Linked DNA regions of Zea mays: region 1 is linked to region 2. Evidence: chromatin contacts called from public Hi-C data. All regions are on one chromosome and are shown on one strand. Each heading gives the region's core, a stretch centred on a gene start, on an enhancer-like site or on the middle of the called end of the contact. The rest is flanking DNA. Distances are from core to core; before and after follow the strand shown.

The links. A called contact is a pair of places that touch in the nucleus more often than the background predicts.
Region 1: a contact with region 2 is called in a Hi-C map of ear, with 4 times the contacts expected there. The contact joins the promoter of LOC100280665 here to the promoter of LOC100384542 in region 2. A contact is called at or near these places in 8 of 25 Hi-C or Micro-C datasets (bundle sheath, ear, endosperm and 3 more).

Annotation. Positions count from the first base shown.
Region 1 is chr1:175,546,242-175,549,779 of Zm-B73-REFERENCE-NAM-5.0, forward strand. It overlaps LOC100280665 (methylcrotonoyl-CoA carboxylase subunit alpha), which reads left to right and starts at 1,617. Exons shown (of 16, transcript NM_001371674.1): 1 at 1,617-2,157; 2 at 2,442-2,563; 3 at 2,657-2,804; 4 at 2,976-3,113; 5 at 3,215-3,310; 6 at 3,452-3,511. The coding sequence starts at 1,774.
Region 2 is chr1:175,339,893-175,343,300 of Zm-B73-REFERENCE-NAM-5.0, forward strand. It overlaps LOC100384542, which reads right to left and starts at 1,870. Exons shown (of 12, transcript NM_001362413.1): 1 at 1,747-1,870; 2 at 1,527-1,636; 3 at 86-255. The coding sequence starts at 1,574.

The DNA of each region.
Region 1 (3,538 bases), core at 367-2,866, 210 kb after region 2:
AGGGGCTCGAGGATCTTTTCCCCGATAGGTAGGGAGAGGGGAGTGATGAAAGATTATCCAAATAATAGTGTCCATTGAATTTGAGGTTATTCGACGATCTGAACCGTTTTGATAGTGGGTTAAGTCTAGATACAATTTGTTTGGTGGATTTAGTAGATGTCATGAGTATAGGGATTATTTTGTTGGGTGGATTTTGTAAAGTTTAAACTGGTGGTTCATATAGTGATATAGATAAAATAAAATTGTACATAAGTGAGATTAGTTATTTGCGTTTTATTAAAACAAATTCTACCATGTGATATATAGACCATAGCAATATGCATATAACTAGTGTCACTTTATTATCGACCCCTCGGTAAGCACCGAAAGTAAAAGTAGTAAATATGTTAGGGTGAAAGATTGTGGTGGAGAGACATGAATGGGTTAAAGGAAATAGCTGTCTCCGTAAAAGAAATTTAGTTAACAAAATATTGATTTGTGCGAAGTTAATGGCAAATCCTTCTATTCATCGATTTAAATACTCTCACGGTCCCACAATTCATTTTAGCACTTAGACTTTATGTTTATGTTCAAATAAATAATGATAAATCTAGATACAGAGATGAATCTAAAGGGGGATTGGGATATAAAATTCGGTGAGGGATAGAGAAGGAAGGACTAAGGAGAAAAAAAGAAAAATTAGCTCCTCAGTCTATTGGAGAAAGATGGGGGTAGAGAAAGAGGGAAAATGGAGAAGAATAGAGAAATTTGAGTTGTATTGCCTCGGCTAATGATCACTATGTAATCAGCTCCTCCTTTATTCCAATTTTAGATCATCACTATTTAGACATATATAAAAACATATACAATTAGTGTATGAATCCAATAAAATACTAAAATAGATTTTAAATTGGAAAAGATACCATCTGAGCTCTGAGGTACGCAGGCCTGAGATTAGGGATGGCAACGGGGATTTCCCCGTCGGGGAATGGCTTCCCACCCCCGTCCCCGCGGGGATAAAAATTCCCCGTCCCCGTCCCCGCGAACGCTCACGGGGGAGCTTTTTCTCCCATCCCCGTCCCCGTCGGGGAATTTATCCCCGTGGGGAACCCCGCGGGGAATCTGTCTCTGCTAGAAGTACAATATTTAAAGATAAATTTAAATTGATTGTATCAAATTAATACAAATTTAACAAACAAGATTGAAAATTACAAGAGATATCTACTTTAGAGTTTAGTTTTCTATTTTATAACATGTCATGCACTGAGTTCTTACTATAATTTTAACAAGTAAATTGACTAACTTGGATAAAATAGTTTCGTGGGGCGGGTACACGGGGAACGGGGACGGGGGATGGTTCCCCGTCCCCGTCCCCGCGAACCCGACGGGGATTAAATTTCCCCCATTTAGATCCCCGCGGGGACTAAATTTGTCCCATACCCGTCCCCTAATAGGGGAATTCCCGCGGGGAATCGGGGATCGGGTCCCCATTGCCATCTCTACCTGAGATGCTCATCCGCCCTTCCTTCTCGGCACGCTCGCGCAGGAAGGCTGGAGAGCTACGGACGGCCGACGGGAACAAGGAGAGACGTCGCGGACTCGTCTGACCAGTCACCGCCCTTATCCAGCGGGACCAACCCAGGCCCACACTGACGACGCCCCCCATCTCGCATCTCGCGTACTATTTCCACAATTCCACCGACCCGTCGTCGCGCCACTCCGTCTTGCTCAACACCAGTCACCACTGCTCTCCAAGCCTCCACCAGCGTCCAGCCGAACCATCGCCACCGCAGGATGGCCTCCCGCCTCCTCCTCCACCTCCACCTGCGCCGCCGCGGGCGCGGGATCCCGGGCTGCCCCGTGCCCGCGCTACCCCTCCACGCCGCGCGGCTCCTCTCCTCCTCCCCACCAACCGCAGCTGCGGCCTCGTCGTCGGCGGCGGGCGGCGGGGGCATCGAGAAGGTGCTGGTGGCGAACCGGGGCGAGATCGCGTGCCGGGTCATGCGCACCGCGCGCCGCCTCGGGGTCGCCACCGTGGCCGTGTACAGCGACGCCGACCGCGGGGCGCTGCACGTGCGCGCCGCCGACGAGGCCGTCAGGATCGGCCCGCCGCCCGCGCGGGAGAGCTACCTCAACGCCAGGGCCATCATCGAGGCCGCCCTCCGCACCGGCGCCCAGGTCCGTCTACCAACCCCTCCCCTGCCCTGCCGCCCGTCGCTGTCTCGCTCATTATTTTCCCCTACTTTGCGTCTGGAGCCGCGTGCCCTGCCGTGTCAGTGCCACACACACCGATCGTTGGTCGTTGTCGTTGCTCACTTGCTCTGTAGAGATAGCTCTACTTTACATTAAAACGAGTATCCCCCGCCACACGCACACGCTGTAGCACGTAGGCGAGTCGTAGGGAAGTGTGGAAGTGGAGAACAGTACGAAAGTTTAGTATGCCATGAATTTGCTTTGTGCAGGCTATCCACCCGGGATACGGTTTCCTTTCAGAGAGTGCTGATTTCGCGCAGCTCTGTGAAGCCGAGGGGCTCAAATTCATTGGACCACCAGCATCTGCAATCCGAGACATGGGCGATAAGAGGTAAAACATCTTCTTGTCTGGTGTGCTTACAGATTGTTCTGTTTTGGCTCTTGTTCAGAGCAGTGCACACTGAACATAATTTGTAAAATACAGTGCATCCAAGAGGATCATGGGTGCTGCTGGCGTGCCGCTGGTTCCAGGGTACCATGGGGCTGACCAGGACGTTGAGCTGTTGAAACTCGAAGCGGATAAAATCGGTTATCCTGTTTTAATCAAACCCACCCATGGTGGAGGGGGCAAGGTGTGCTAAACTGTTTCTCAGATTGTCTCATGCATGGAGAAGTTCTTATTATGATTTGCTAGGCATATAGCTTTCAAGTGTTCCAGAGAAGCCTGCTCTGTAGCTGCATGACCTATCTTATGTGTGTCTTGTGTGTGTGTGTAACCTTTTCATCCTATATCCTTTCTTAAGGGGATGAGAATAGTCGAAAGGCCTGATGAATTTGTGGATTCTGTACTGAGCGCTCAACGGGAAGCTGCAGCATCGTTTGGTGTAAACACACTATTGATTGAGAAGTATATTACTCAACCAAGACACGTAGAAGTCCAGGTAAGATTCAATTGATATTGGACCTGCCACAGTCCTTCATACAATTGGAAACCTGCAGTAACTCTTTGTTGTCTTCCCTTGTACTGCATTAATGTTTGAAGGTATTTGGCGACCAACATGGAAATGCGATATACCTTTATGAGAGAGACTGCAGTCTACAGAGAAGGCATCAGAAGATCATCGAGGAAGCTCCAGCTGTAAGGATCTGTTATCCAACAAAAACCTGGAGCTTGCTTGAAAACATATTGAGGAAGCTCTAAGGATTTGCTAGCTGTTTGTGCCCTGAATTTTACTTCGATAGAATAATCGATTTAGTTGTCTGTTTATATATTGTGCAGCCAAATGTGCCAGCTGAGTTTCGGTCTCATATTGGTGGAGCTGCTGTATCTGCAGCAAAGGTGAATGTTTCTGAACATTAGTATATG
Region 2 (3,408 bases), core at 620-3,119:
TGAAATACAAATTGTGAGGTGAAGCCAAGACAGATACATAAAAGGCAGCACTAGCTAGAAAGCATAGGAAAAAGGTGAAAATAACCTGATCAAAACTTTAGTTTCCTTCACTGGATTAACATGTGGTGAGGCAAAGATCGAAGAAACAGGTGCCAAGTCTGATGACTTGAATAGCTGCACATTATGTGCTGAGTCTAAAGGTTTAGGTGGTGGTATAGGCGAGAGATTGTTGATGAAATTGAAGACAGGAGAATCCTGCAAGCAGTAAAATCGAATTAGAAAAGTAAAGGCACAGGTCTTCATTTCATCACTAAGTATAAAAGCAAGCTTATGTGCCCTGATGTCAATCAATTGAGGATTGGCTAAATCGAAACCATGAGCTTTTTTTAGCAAATAGAGATTACCACAATCTTCCGTGAGAAGGAAGTCTGCAAAAGCCCGTATTACACCAACTTTTACCCCAACCCATTTAAGAGAACAAACACACATGCAGGCAAAATAAGACCAGCATATCCAAAGCACCGCAAGAAGTTGCGTGCATTGAATAGGATAGTACAAGTTTATCTACTACAAATGCTTTATGAATACTTGAATTGTGATGGCAAGTAAGAAAGTTAGGTGCCTCTGCTGATTGGAAAGCAGTCGGAAGAAACCCCAAGGCACATTGAAAGGCATAGAATGATGAGGTAATCAAATGTAGCATTGCTGAGACATACAATACTTGCATAAGAAAATGAAACGAGGGGCCTCCTCATACTAGGACGCCCTAATTGCCGAGAAAGATTTTTCCATGACAAAGCAATGTGCATGATCAGACACGCCAGTTTCCCAAGAGCTAGATGAACAGACGACCTCAGGCTCTGAAGAACTCGCATTTCCCATGGACAGAAGACCACCAAACCTATCAGACAATGCTGTGATTTGCCGATCTAAGCACTAGCATTGGAGGGCAGAAGGTCCAAAGTCCAAACCCTCCATTTCCGAACAATGCATACACCAGAACTTGTCTAATCTCGTGGGGACGGGGTGACAATCCAAACGGACACCACAACTCGCTAAATCAGCAAGCCAATTGGTCCATCCAGTAGCAATGGTTGAATGGTTCGTCGCAGGGTCGAGTAAGGCTAGCCCCCAAATCCCCACCTCTCTCCCCGCAGAGAAAAACACTGATGAAGACCTCAAATCCAAGTCAAAGTCCAACACCGGAGAAAGCGGCGATGCATCTATCGATCAGAAACCTAATCGCCAACACCAACGGAAATGAACCCTTCTAGTCCCCCTCCCCCCACAAAAAGAAACAAATCAACAAAGGGTCAAGGCAAATGCGGCGCAGCAAACCGCATCGGCGGGGGAGGCGCCTGCCGACCGACCGAGACCGACCAATCCAACAGAACGGCCGGGCCGCCTAGCCACGAACAGACCGCTCCCCCGCCCCCATCCTAAAAAACCCACATCAGAACAGCGGAAATCGGTGAGGAACAAGCATCGACGGGGGCGGGCCCCCGGACGCAACCGAGATGGCGGACCTCGAACCCGGCGGCGGCGGCGGCGCGGGGCCTATCCGGCGTGTCCATCTGGTGCGACGACCCTGCGGTGGGCCTCCCGCATCTGCCTCCCCTTCCACGCCGCCTCCTTCCTGCTACCGACGAATGATGATGAGCTCCCAGCACCAGCGGGCAGCGGCACTACTACTAATAGTGCATCAAAAAATTTACTGGGCCTGACGAGGGGGTTCGTATTATATACTTGCTGCTGCGAGCCTGCAACTGCGTGTCTGCGTCCCCTTCCGCCCGCCGCGTGCTGTCGTCGACGACTCGACTCGACGGCTCGACCTGGCTCGGGTGCGTTTCAAGGAGACGGTGAGATGGACATGGGCGGGAAGTGGGAACCCAAGTTTTCGGCGGTGGGGCCGCGACTGTCAGTGGGGACGATCACCTGGGCCATGGGCCGCAGCAGCAGCCAGCAGGCCAGTTCCGATTGGGCCTTTCGAGTGGGAACTGAAGAAAGGTAAGATCGTCGTTGTTTTGTCGATGATGATGGCCGATTTACACCTCGATACTTCTCTGGTTATAAATAGTTTTTTTTTTCTATTCGGCTCAGCGTCATGTTTGACCTTTGTTGCCGCCTTAAAACGAAGTCGTCGTCCTTCAGCTGCAGTTTCGATATTTGTCGTTGTCGCTTTTAGACAATATCTTCGTCTCGAGGACCTTCGGTGGGGAAGGATATCCTCATCACGAAACTTTTCTTATGACGAAGCTCCTGTAATATTCAATATTATGCTAGTAACAAATGATTAGTCGTGTTTTTGAGTACCTTCGAAAGAGAAAGGCCTCGAACAATTGATTATTGAAGTACAAACTTGTAGATACATATTAATGGCATACAACAACAACAAAAATAGCTCACCTCGGATGCGGTTGAGATTTCACGACAACCATCCCTTGAAATAACTTGATAGAATAACAACACAATCAGACGAAGATCACGAGAGACATGCCTTCATTATTTAATACGTGAATAGAAATATGAAAGGATAAAGATGAAGACTGGATCTTATTAATTCATTTATATTTGTATTCCATAAAACATAAATGAATATTCAACAGTATTTACATTACATTGAGACATTCGTCTTGCTCGAAGGCGTGTATGCGGGAGAGTGATTACAATCCAGTGTGAACATTACGGTGCTACTGTTCATCTATTTATAGGTACAGGACGCGACCTAGATAAAATTACATTCATGTCCCTGACTCTCATCTATTTATATAATACAAAACATCAAGGACTAAATAGTCTTTGTCTCTTTTCGGTCATCATCATGATCGACCTTCATCATTACATCAAAGCTGAAGCTCCTTGGTTACAGCTTCGTCGTTCATTCTTTCTTATTATCTCCGAGCTTCATCTTCACCTTGCTATATAAAAATAAACCTTCATCCCAAAGCCGAAGCCCCATGTAACAATCCATATTATATTGAAAACATATGGTCAATTACGTTTTTGAGGACCTTCGAAGAAAGAAGGCCCCAACAGTAGCCCCTCGCAGTATTGATTTGTTTCTTTGTAACAAATTTAGACTGCGACGTGAATGAAGGCCTTTAGCCGAAGGTCCGAAAAAACACCTTCCCTTCGCTAGAACAACGAATTACACTGACCTGCGGGACCCACCAATCTATAGGGTTCTAAGTATATAAATAGAAACTTGTGTTGTGAGTATTTTTCGTGCTATTTGAGTTGCTCGCATTGTGTTTGCCATTTTAACCTTCCTTACTTCGTCGAGTTTGATTAGCTTTTGAGCTTCGGCATTCTAGCAACCATTGTCCAAATGGCTGATGAGAAGAATATCATTGATCCAGCGCTGGCCGGGTTTTACGAAGCCATGGAAAAACCAACGTGGAGAAGATC